2 separate regions of the Danio rerio genome follow, and region 2 is linked to region 1. The links are chromatin contacts, called in public HiCAR-type maps. All regions are on one chromosome and are shown on one strand. The core of a region is the stretch at or near the end of the contact, and the rest is flanking DNA. Distances in the headings are between cores, read along the strand shown.

Region 1 (6,130 bases), core at 1,305-3,804:
ACATTTCTAAACATGATAGGTTTTCTTTTATCTTTGCCATTAAATCTTTTATCTTTGATAATTTTTACATTTAAAGGATTAACTGGGCAAGTTTGGGTAATTAGGTAAAGCTTATTGCTTAAAAAGTATTGCTTAAGGGAGCTCATAACATTAACCTTAAAAAAGCAAATATATATATACACATTCACACACACACACACACACACACACACACACACACACACACACACACACACATATATATATATATATATATATATATATATATATATATATATATATATATATATGTATGTAAGTATGTATGTGTGTGTGTGTGTGTGTGTGTGTGTGTGTGTGTGTGTGTGTGTGTGTGTGTGTGTGTGTGTGTGTGTGTATATATATATATATATATATATATATATATACATATAATATTTATATAAAAATGTAATATTTAATTTTTTATATCTGTCAAAGGTGGGTGGCATTGTGGTAGAGATCTGCGCAGAACTAAATTTTGAATCCCGCCCGCACCCGCCAGGTTTTAGCCCGAACCCGACCGCTCCCGCTTGTATTTTCCCGCCCCGTTTTCTGCCCGCCACGCCCGATCCCGCTAAAGAGCGGGGCAGAACAAAACCGAAAATAACCCAGCTATACAGTCCAGACGGCCAAGCTGTCTGTATAAACACACACACAGCACCAAGCACACACACACAGACAAAGCTCTCTCTCTCTCTCTCTCATACGCGCGCGCGCACTAACACACACAAGCACCAAGCACACACACAGGCAAAGCTCTCTCTCTCTCTCTCTCTCATTCGCATAGCAATATACGCGATATTGCTAGACAGCCCGCTCCCATCCCAAATTAAACCTGTTACCGACCGCTCCCGCGATTTATACAGAAATTTATGCAGACCTCTACATTGTGGCCCAGTGGTTAGCACTGTTGCCACATTGCAAAAACGTCACTGGTTCTAGTCCTTACCAAGCCAGCCAATGTTTCTGTGCGGAGTTTACACATTCTCTCTGTGCTCACATGGGTTTTCCCCATGTTTCCTGGTTTCCTCCCACCACCCCAAAAACATGCAAATTAAGTTAATTGACTAATCCAAATTAGCACCATAGACATGCTCCTAGTAAGTAGTTATCTCTTAAGAGCAATCACTATCTGTTAATTAGCTACTACAGCAGGGGAGTTCTTGAGATCTACCTGAACTCAAACTCCCCTCTGGCCTTGCAAATGGGAGGGAGCCCCGGGCTTGCGGATCTTATGAGCTCAGGGCTCTCTCCTGGGACAGCATGCCAAACAAGCTTGACAATCAATCCTCAGCTAAGTGTGAACTCTTGAAAGAAAGATTTCTGCTCAGTATACACTACAGTTAAATGTATTATGTTTTAAGTTAAACATGCACATATAATTTGTGTTTGCTTTTACATTGTTTATCTGCAAACTTTTTATCTCACATTAGAACTATATGTTTTATTTATTGATTTATTTATTTATTTAAATAATTTATATGAAAATCAACATATGAATTGTATTTATTTATTATTTGTATTTATTTATTTATTTTTACTTATTTCTGTAAGCTTTCTTTTAATTATTCAGCTTTTTTTGGCTTGCTGTAATAATTTGCTTGGTTGTTTGCTTTGTTGTTGTTTTTGGATCCTACATAAATTCTTTATTTTCTTTAACCTTATTTTGTAATCTTGTTTTCATTACATATAGATAAATGCTTTTATTCATATAAAGTCTTGGATTTCATTTTAATTTCTCAGATCAATAATACATTAATTGTACTGATAATAAAAAGAAGATTAGAAGGTATAGTAATTTCAACACATTGGGTTAATTTAATGTAATGTAATAAAGTTAATATATGTCTGGATTTAACAGACAGAATTTATTATTTAATTTGATTTATTTGTTCTAATAGAACAAAACTAAATTATTCATTAAATCCGCACAAATGTGTGTGTATGTGTGCAGGAATAAAGTTGTCTCCTTTTTTCATGACACACTATTACATCACGGTAGGAGACCTCTGAAAGTTTTACATCCTCCTCAGAGCAGAGTATGCGACAGCTGAGGAAGACAAGACACTGAGCCGCTCATCCTAATACAGGCTCCCAGCAGCCCTCAGTGCCTCTTTATCTAACAAATCGTCACCCTATCCCCTCTATCAAGACCTAACATTATCTCTCAATATCTTTCTCTCCCACTGTTTGGTCTCTGCTGTTTTTTTTTTTTTTTTTTAGTCTGGCTTTCATCAGTTGTAGAAGCTAACAGCCAGAGAGACATCTGAAGACTGACATTTGAAAAAAAAAAAAGAGAAAAAGAAAGAAAAAAAGACCAGACAGGAGTAACTCACCAACTGAACTCCCACGGGTGTATGTCTGTGTTGTCCCATTGGCTTTAATGTGTTGTATCTTTATGAACACTCTATGTCAGTCAGGTAGATGGAAACAATGATTTCACATTCTTCTAGTCGAATGAATCCTATGCTAGAGATGAGCGCTGAATGATAGACACACACAGACAGATAATCAATGGTCTCCTGTCAGAGTTCACGATCAGAGAAAACAACACTGCCATCTAGTGTCAGAGTTTAACTCAAACATAAAGCGCCTGTCATTAATCTTGATACATTTTGAGACAGTTTTTAGATAATTGACACACAGTATCCCCAGGCATGGGCAGTATTTCTGATACAATTATTTTAAATGCAAACTAGTATTTTGTCATTGGTTTATAATTTGTATCAAAAGTCTTCTCACATTGCAAAATATCTCTGGCCCAGCTCTGGCTCACACAATCAGCCTTTGCTTGGCCCACATGCCATAGTGAATAATGGCACATGATTGGACCAAATCTGGCTTCCAGACAAAGGACAAACATGGACCAGATCTGGGCCGAGTCTCAGCCAAGTTAATAATTCATAACTGAGCCTGAACTGGGCCAGATATGTTGGTGTGTCACAACTGCAATGAAATTGATAAACCCATGGATCATTGTAGGCATGCAATTAGTGTGCTTTTTCTCGAAGTGACCTGATTGGTAAACTTTTTTTCTTTTTCTGAAAAAAATAAAAACATATTTTAAATGTGGGTCAAGATAGGTCAAACTTACATGGCCCTCATATCAACTATTAACATCTGGGCCAAATAATACATTTAACATCTGGCTCAAGTATTCCCTAGTAGCAAAGAATTCTGGCCCAGATTTGGCATAAAGCTGGCACAGCAGGCATTCATCCGGCACTGGCTTACAGCATCTGGGCCAAACATGGCCCGGGTTTGGCAGAGGTGGCACCGTCTTTAAGGCGGCACACAAGATTTGGGCCAGATGAAAAACGTAGTATTTGGCCCAGATTAAATAATTTGATAAGTGGGCCATTTGAGTTTGGCCAGTCTTGACCCACATTTAAAATACACTAAAATCATTTTTGAGTAAAGAAAAAAAAATTCTACCAATCAGGTCACTTTGAGAAAAAGCGTGCCCATAGTGTGCCTAAAGCGCATCACTCCATGGGTTTATCAATTTAATTGCAATCGTGACACACCAACCTATCTGGCCCAGTTCAGGCCTAGTTATGAGTTATTAACTTGGCTGAGACTTGGCCCAGATATGGTCCATGTTTGTCCCTTGTCTGGAAGCCAGATTTGGTCCAATCATGTACCATTGTAATTCACTGCGGCATGTGGGCCAAGCAAAACCTGATTGTGTGGGCCAGAGCTGGGCCAGAGAAATTTTGCTATGTGGGTTATGTGCCTTCTTAAAGACGGTGCCACCTCTGCCAAACCAGGGCCATGTTTGACCCACATACTCTGTGCCAGTGCCAGATGAATGCCTTTTGTGCCAGATTTATGCTAAATCTGGGCCAGAACTCTTTGCTACCTGGGTTTAGTGTCTTGTATTTTGTATTTTTAAAATACTGTAAAGAACTTTTTAAGAAGTCTACAGTACGTGATGACATTATAAAAATGCAGCCTCAGATTTATGCTTTCTCAGTTATTTGCCTAGGCTTGAGATCAGAATAGAAAATTAAGAAGGCGGTCAATGCTTAGAGTGTAGATGGAAATTTTGCAACACACAAAGAAGCAACAGAAGTCAACAATCAATGAAAATAGTATCCTGTACAATGCTAAGACAGTAGCTTAAAATGACAGTATAGTGTACAATTTGGCGTCAGCATCTTTGCTTAAGAAATGAGATGGAATAAAGTATTAGTCCTTAAGAACAGGACGTGGAGTCTTCAGCACATAATCATTCTCAGTCTCAGTGCTGCAGGTGGAAATGCAGAGGATGTTTAGAGTAATAAAACACCTAAAGACTGTACTTATATTCACTAAGGAAGCAGACTGGGACTCTTACACTTAAAGAAGAACTGAAACAATCTTGGAAGACTGAGTATACTGGGCAAATAATAGTAGTTTTGGATGGATTGCTGATGTAGAGGCCAAGAAAATAAGACAAACAACATACAAATAAGTCATCATGGAAAAGATAAAATAAATTAGTTATTATAACTGAGTTAATAAAACTTTTATGTTTAGAAATGTTGTTGAAAAAATCATCTCTCGTTTAAACAGGAATTGGGGGAAAAAATAAACAGGGGTGCTAATAATTCCGGAGGGCTAATAATGCTGACTTAAACTGTGTGTGTGTGTGTGTGTGTGTGTGTGTGTGTGTGTGTGTGTGTGTGTGTGTGTGTGTGTGTGTGTGTGTGTGTGTGTGTGTGTGTGTGTGTGTGTGTGTGTGTGTGTGTGTGTGTGTAGTTTACATACACTGTATAAAAAGGCACATAAACATTTTTAAAAAGTGAGATGTTAATGTGACTAAACGTTTTCTTTTTTTTTTTTAGGTAAGTTAGGATTATCAAATTTGTTACTGTTATGCTTAATAGCAGAATAATGAGACAGATATTTTTTGAGAAATTGTTATAACTTTTCTTGAAAGTCACGTTTATATACAATAAGATTATTATGCCTCTGAAAAAAGCTCAGATGATGATATCAAGGGAAGTTTCTGATTGGCTAATTGACAACATTTGAGTTAATTGGAGGCACAACTGTAGAATAGTATTTAAGGAAAACCTGGGAAAATCAACAATCCAGAATCAACAAAAAAGCCAGATTACAATTTGCTAAATTACACTGGGAAAAAGAATAATTTTTGGAGAAATGTCCTGTGGTCTGATGGATTTAAGTACTAAGAATTGGTTGGCCATAATAACCAGTGTTACATTTAAAGGACAAAGGGGAAAGCTTACATATAGGAGCACCATCCCAACTATGAAGTATGGGGGCGGCAGCATCATGTTGTGGGGCTGTTTTGCTGCAGGAGGGATTGATCCACTTCACAGCATAGATGGCATCATGTCTCCAGACATCAGCCAGGAAATTAAAACTTGGCCACAAAAGGGTATTCCAAACAGACCATGGCCCTAAGCATACTACCAAATAAGTTAAAAGGTGCTTTAAGGACAACAGAGTGGATGTTTTGGAGTGGCCATCACAAAGCCCTGACCTCAATCCAATAGAAATCTTGTGGGCAGAGTTGAAAAAGCTTGTGCGAGCAAGACAGCCTACAAATCTGACTTAGTTACACTAATTCTGTTAGGAGGAATGGGCCAAAATTCCTTCAAACTATTGTGGGAAGCTTGTGGAAGGATACCCAAAACATTTGACCAAAGTTATACAGTTTAAAAGCAAAGCTAAAATAAAAAATAAAAATACCAAGGAAATATATGTAAACTTTTGACTGTCTAGAAATTACTAAAATATTCTCAAAAAAATTCTCTCATTATTTTGGCATTTACCAAATGTAAATCAGTTAGGTAATCCTAACGGAGCTAAAATAATAAAGATTTAGTTTGATTTATCATCAGACATTTTAATAAAATTGTTATGTTTCTTTTTTTACAGTGTATGTAAACTTCTGGTTTTAACTGTATATACATGTGTGCCATTTTAGGCATGGGGAGTTCTCTGGGTTTGGGCTATATTCCTCTGGTCTGCACACCAAATATGTTTACATATTGCTCAATCAGCTTATGTGTGGGGCAAACTGCTGTTGTTTTTGAAGCTTTATTGCCTCTGTAACCTTACACTTTTGTTGTTTGCAAAAGAGCAGTGTGAACAT
Region 2 (6,130 bases), core at 1,793-4,292, 390 kb before region 1:
AAATGAAGATTCTGTCATGATGAACTCATTCATCGCTTGTTCAAAATGTATTTCAAGATACAAAAGCTACGCTTGTATTTTTCTACCTACAAGACATGGCCTAATAGGGGAAGAAAAGCTGAATTCTCAATTCACCCTTTGCACTGATGCTCCTCAGATCAGTAATCTTCATCAGCATCTTAGGGAACATGTGTGGTTTGTGTGGCCTTCTGTTCCTCACGTAGATCTTCAGTGCTTCCAGAAGGGGTTCCTGCAGTACATCCACCTTATCAGCCTGTTCCAGGTCCTGCCGATCTGCACAAACCAACAAACACCACTTCATATTCAGCTCACAACACCTTGTGAAATCCAGCTCTCAGGCTGTTGGTAGGAGAGCGTACAGATACACACTAAGACTGGAAGAATATCAGAGAAAATACCGGTGAACCTCACGAAAAAAACTAGCAGAAATGTTAAAATCATCTTTAACCTCAACATTAAAATAATGTAATAGATTCTTTTTGCAGTGTAACACTATCAAACTGAACATTTCCCCTCATAATTGTTCTTCATGAATAAAACAAATCTTGAAGTTGAAAACTGAATGAACAATTACATAAATAAAATTAAAGTATATACTTTATACAACAATTTATATACTAAAATATTATTTCAATTACAAATTATTTATAAATTCATGTCAGCATTTAAGGTTACACTTTACCAGAGGGATCATTCGTTATTAATTACTAATTCTTTAAGTAAGAACAATCATTCATTACACATTTTTTGCATTTGTAACAGTACAGGGATATATAAGTACACCCCTGATAAATCTCTCTTTTAAATTAATATTTTTAGTTGGATGCTATTCAATATTATTTTCGTGCATATACATTAGATTGGTCAGTACTGAAGCCAAATCTAGAGCTTGTCTAACAAAATAACTAACGATAACGGTCCAAAAACGAGTAAAACCAAATTTATGTTATAGAAAAATAATTCATATAAATTTTAAAAAGACAAATGAAAAGAAGCAAGAAAATAGAAAAATTTAGTAGAAATTTTGTAGGTTGTAATTTATTTTTTCAATATTTTACCTATATTTTGTTGCATTATCGTTTAATTTCTAAATATATTTGGTGGCTAAAATATTATTTTAATAAATATATCTGTTTAATAAATCTGTTTTGTTTAAATGTACCAAAATACATTGCCTATGTTCACTAAGAAAAGGAGAAAAATATTAATTTTCAAAATAGGGTTTTATCAATTACGCTGAGCACTGTAAATATGGTTTTCACATCAACATATGTTATCGTTTACATTTTAATTTTTTTTTTTTTTTTGCGTAAAATGACAATTAGTCAAAAATGACAAACATGTTTCATCTATTTTTACAGAATAAAGTTTAACTTATATTTAAGATATTTGCAAAAGTTGATGAGGCAATCCTGAGCTAAAAATTATTTTGCTGTTTGTTCAAACTACTTATTTAAAATCAGTTAAATTTATTTATTATTACAATTTTTGAAGTTTTAAGTTTAACTTAATATGTGTAAATCTACTTAAATTATGAAGTTAATTGATTTGTGTTGGGAAAACATGATGTCAATCACATCCAATGAAAATATGTGTTAATCTGACCAACTGTCAAAGAAACTGCAATGTTTTTAAATTGAAAATGTGAAGAAATGCTATCCGACCTACAGTCGAAGTCAGAATTATTAGCCTCCGATTAGAGCTTTTTCTTTTTTAAATATTTCCCAAATGATGTTTAACAGAGCAAGGAAATTTTCACAGTATGTCAGATAATATTTTTTCTTTTGAAAAAAAATCTAATTTGTTTTATTTCGGCTAGAATAATAAACACTTTAAGGTCAATATTATTAGCCCCATTAAGCAATATATTTTTCGATAGCCTACAGAGCAAACCATCATTATACAATAACTTGCCTAATTAACCTAACCGGCCTAGTTAATCTAATTAACCTAGTTAAGCCTTTAAATGTCACTTTAAGCTGTATAGAAGTGTCTTGAAAAATATCTAGTCAAATATGATTTATTGTTATGATGGCAAAGATAAAATAAATCAGTTATTAGAGATACAATATATATATATTGCAAATATCCTAAATATAAGTTAAACTTTATTCTGTAAAAATAGAAACATGTTTGTCATTTTTGACTAATTTTCATACATTCATTCATTTTCTTTTCGGCTTTATCCCTTTATTAATATGGAGTTGCCACAGCGGAATGAACCCTCAACTTATCCAGCATATGTTGTACGCAGCGGATGCTCTTCCATCTGCAACCCATCACTAGGAAACTTGACTAATTGTCATTTTATGCAAAAATAAAATAGTTGTAAATGATAACATGTAGATGTGGAAACCATATGCAATAAATGTGTAATGAATTATCGTTCTTTCTTATGAGAATAATTTGTTTCTAGAGATATGCTAGATTCATTAATTTGGCTTTGAGTAAATGTTAATATTCGTTCTATTATATACAGTTAAAGTCAGAATTATTTGCCCCCCAGTTGATTTTTTCCGCCACTTTTGTTTAACAGAGAGAAGATTTTTGTCAACACATTTCGAACATAATAGTTTTAATAACTCATCTCTTATAACTGATTGATCTTATCTTCGCCATGAACACAGCAAGTAATATTTGACTAGATATTTTTCAAGATTTTTCAAGCAACAACTGACTCGGACAGAATAATAATTAATAATATTAATTAGTAGTATTTTCATTGTAATTTAAACTACCCCTTCAACATATACAGTACAATAAGAAACAAAAAGAAGGAGCTTTGATACTCTGGGGAAGAATATCTGAGTGCATCAATTACATCAGGTTTCCACTTTTTTGTTGTGCTTGAATATTAAAGCGGTCACTGATATGGCCCCCTGCCAATTTGTGTTTTAGACCCCTGATCTAGAGAAACTGTATTTTTTTTATATATAACCAAAATGCATCACTGTAAAGAGTTTGAATGCAATACCGCCACCAAACACTGTGAGGCACTAGACCGCCACGTATCAATAGATATTGATATGCATATAAAACTCCATTATATAACACTGGCACAGTATGTTAGACTGTTTACATGACATTCATGTATTCAGAAAATGCCCCACCACCCACTAAACTGCACCACGAGGTCTACAGTTTCAAAAAGGCATACAAAATACAATGTACACAAGTATAAAAGCATAGCATGCTATTTAGTCTTATAAAAACACAACTATATGTAAGTATATTTTATAACAACCCATATCTGTGTTAAAGTGTGTGTCTGTGTACCTCCACACAGCAGACATATAGCACTGAGCAGTCCCGTCTCAGCGTCATCCATCTCTAGCGGTAGTAGCTGATTAGCGAAAGCGAACACCAGGTCTGTTAGCGGACCGAAGCCTGCGTTGTGCATCTGTGTTCGGTTGAGTGTTAAACCATCAGAGAACGTCATGGTGTCCTGCTCGGGCGTGTAGCGGGTGCAGATCCTCAGAATCTAAAACACAGAAACACAAGGGAGACTTACAGCACCATTTTTAACTGGCAGAGACACAGTGATGATCGAACATAGATCAACAACATTTCTAAAAAAGAATTAAGATTTTTTATTTTTTTTTTAAAGTCGTGTAGACAAGAAATAGCATGCTTAAAATTAATATATAATCTATAATTTAATCCAGGGGTGCTCCAAATGACTTTGGTCCTCTAAAGTTCTGCTCCAACCCTGATCAAACACACCTGAACCAATTACTTAGGACCTGAAAAACCCTTCATAAGTACAGGTAAGTGTGTTTGATATGGGTTGCAACTGAAATCTGCAGGAAGGTAGAGCTCTAGGATCAGGGTTGGTCACTCCTGATTTAATCTGTAGTCTTTAAACTTAAGCGAAATCTAATCGATTTGTTTTTTTCTAAGAATTTTTTTATTGGTATTTTGGTATATTTATTGCAGTTCTGAGACATTTTGGTTTTCATCATTTATGAACCACAAAATAATATATTTGAACAGCTTTAAACTGACACAAAGGAAAGTAAATTAAGACATTTCTTTTTACTAATATAAAAATAGCATTTTATTTTAATTAAATTAATTCAATTAATGAGCTGAAATTGATAGCTCTAAATATAATATAATATAATATAATATAATATAATATAATACAATATAATATAATATAAGATAAGATAAGATAAGATAAGATAAGATAAGATAAGATAAAATAATATAATATAGTCAAATATATTAAAGTATAACATAATATAGTCTAATATAATATAATATTATATAAGATAGTCTTATATAATATAATATAATATAATATAATATAATACAATATAATATAAGATAAGATAAGATAAGATAAGATAAGATAAGATAAGATAAGATAAAATAATATAATATAGTCAAATATATTAAAATATAACATAATATAGTCTAATATAATATAATATTATATAAGATAGTCTTATATAATATAATATAATATAATATAATATAATATAATATAATATAATATATTATAATAAAATATAATATAATATAATATAATATAATATAATATAATATAATATAATATAATATAATATAATATAATATAATATAATATAATATAATATAATATAATATAATACAGGGTAAATTTGGATGTTTATCATTTATGTACCAAAATAAAAAAAAAAATAAAAAAATGGTAACACTAAAATATGGGACATGTAGTTAATGTAATTACTAACATGAATAAACAACAAACAGCACATTTATCAAAGTATTAATTCATTTTTGTAAATATTGGTAATTGAAAATACAGTAGTTCATTGTTAGTTCATGATAATGCATTACTAAACATTGAACTATGGTTAGTAAATTCTGTACAAGCATTGTTCACGTTAGTAAATACAAAATCTAACTTTAACTAGGTGGCCCATATTGTAAAGTGTTATATGCGGTAAATAAATGTTGACAAATTAAAATTATAATAATACAGAAATATCCAGTTATTTTGTTTAATGACATTTTCCCCCATAACTAAATGAATGAGTTAAAACAGCCCCAAATATAATATAATATAATATAATATAATATAATATAATATAATATAATATAATATAATATAATATAATATAATATAATATAATATAATATACAAAAATTATGTTATTTCTACTGAAATAATACATAAGCATTTATAATGCATATAAATTATATATATTTATATACAAAGTCAAGTAATACACTAGATATAAAATCAATACATTCAATTTGCTTTTGTCAAACACAACAAAATACTATTAATATACATCAGTCGAAGAATTTAAAGTAAATTAGGTGTACTTATCTTTCTATTATTTGTTTTCCTAATCTGCAATAAACAGAAAGCTTAAAAGATTTAGATTTCACTATGAATGCACATTCCATACAATAAGTGATCTTTTTTCACAAAGGAGAGCCTGTAAGGTTTGAACTTACAACCTTGAAAAGTCCTAAGGTGTTTAACCAATGCACCCTTTAGCTTTGACCTTTGAGTGTGCAGATCTGGGCTTGTTCTCACCAGTATGTCGAGGCAGGCGGCCTTCAGCAGGGTGATCTGGTCTGCGATGGTAAGGGTGGTGAACCCTGGCAGCTGCTTAGCAAACTCCACTGTCTTTATGATACACTTTGTGGAGAGTTCGCTAAACTTATCCCATAAATCCACATCCAGGGCCACACGCCGCTCCGAGCTATTACTCTACACACAAAGAGAGAGAGAGAGAAAGAGAGAGAGATGCAAATCAGGTAGTGCAGTACACAAATATGAAAAATAAGCCTATTCTGCTCATTAAAGCATTTATTCATTCATCATTTGATTAGTCCCTTTAATTCTAAAATTCCCCTTGGCAAATTTATTGTAATACGGATGGGTATATATTCAGCCCACAGTCCTCAATCTAGTTTGGTTTTTGGCCCTTTAAAGGAAAAAGTTTGGGCACCCATGATCTAATCTGATTTAATGATTTATCCTAAGCTAAGCTAAAAGTGTTCAACTCTCTCTTTCTCAGCCTCTTGTTTATGATTAGTTATTTCACATTACAGGCAATAAAGAATAAAAAATAATTTTTGCCATAAATGTGAAATTACTGAACCTACA

What was found. HiCAR-type assays count read pairs that join an accessible place to other places.
Region 2: a HiCAR-type map of caudal fin shows a contact between it and region 1, with 14 times the contacts expected there. The contact joins two enhancer-like sites. A contact is called at or near these places in 4 of 18 Hi-C or Micro-C datasets (caudal fin, embryo, hematopoietic stem cells and 1 more) and 1 of 4 datasets of contacts at active chromatin or transcription factors (caudal fin).

The regions. Positions count from the first base shown.
Region 1 is chr12:11,316,600-11,322,729 of GRCz12tu, reverse strand. No RefSeq gene overlaps it. Among named protein-coding and RNA genes, the nearest start is that of top2a, 59 kb to the right of the region's middle. Within about 2 kb of position 2,554, at least 6 of the 62 cell types and tissues checked have an H3K27ac peak or open chromatin away from gene starts, as enhancers often do.
Region 2 is chr12:11,703,148-11,709,277 of GRCz12tu, reverse strand. It overlaps raraa (retinoic acid receptor, alpha a), which reads right to left. Exons shown (of 8, transcript NM_131406.2): 5 at 5,555-5,731; 6 at 3,298-3,502; 7 at 136-294. Among named protein-coding and RNA genes, the nearest start is that of vps35l, 16 kb to the left of the region's middle. Within about 2 kb of position 3,042, at least 12 of the 62 cell types and tissues checked have an H3K27ac peak or open chromatin away from gene starts, as enhancers often do.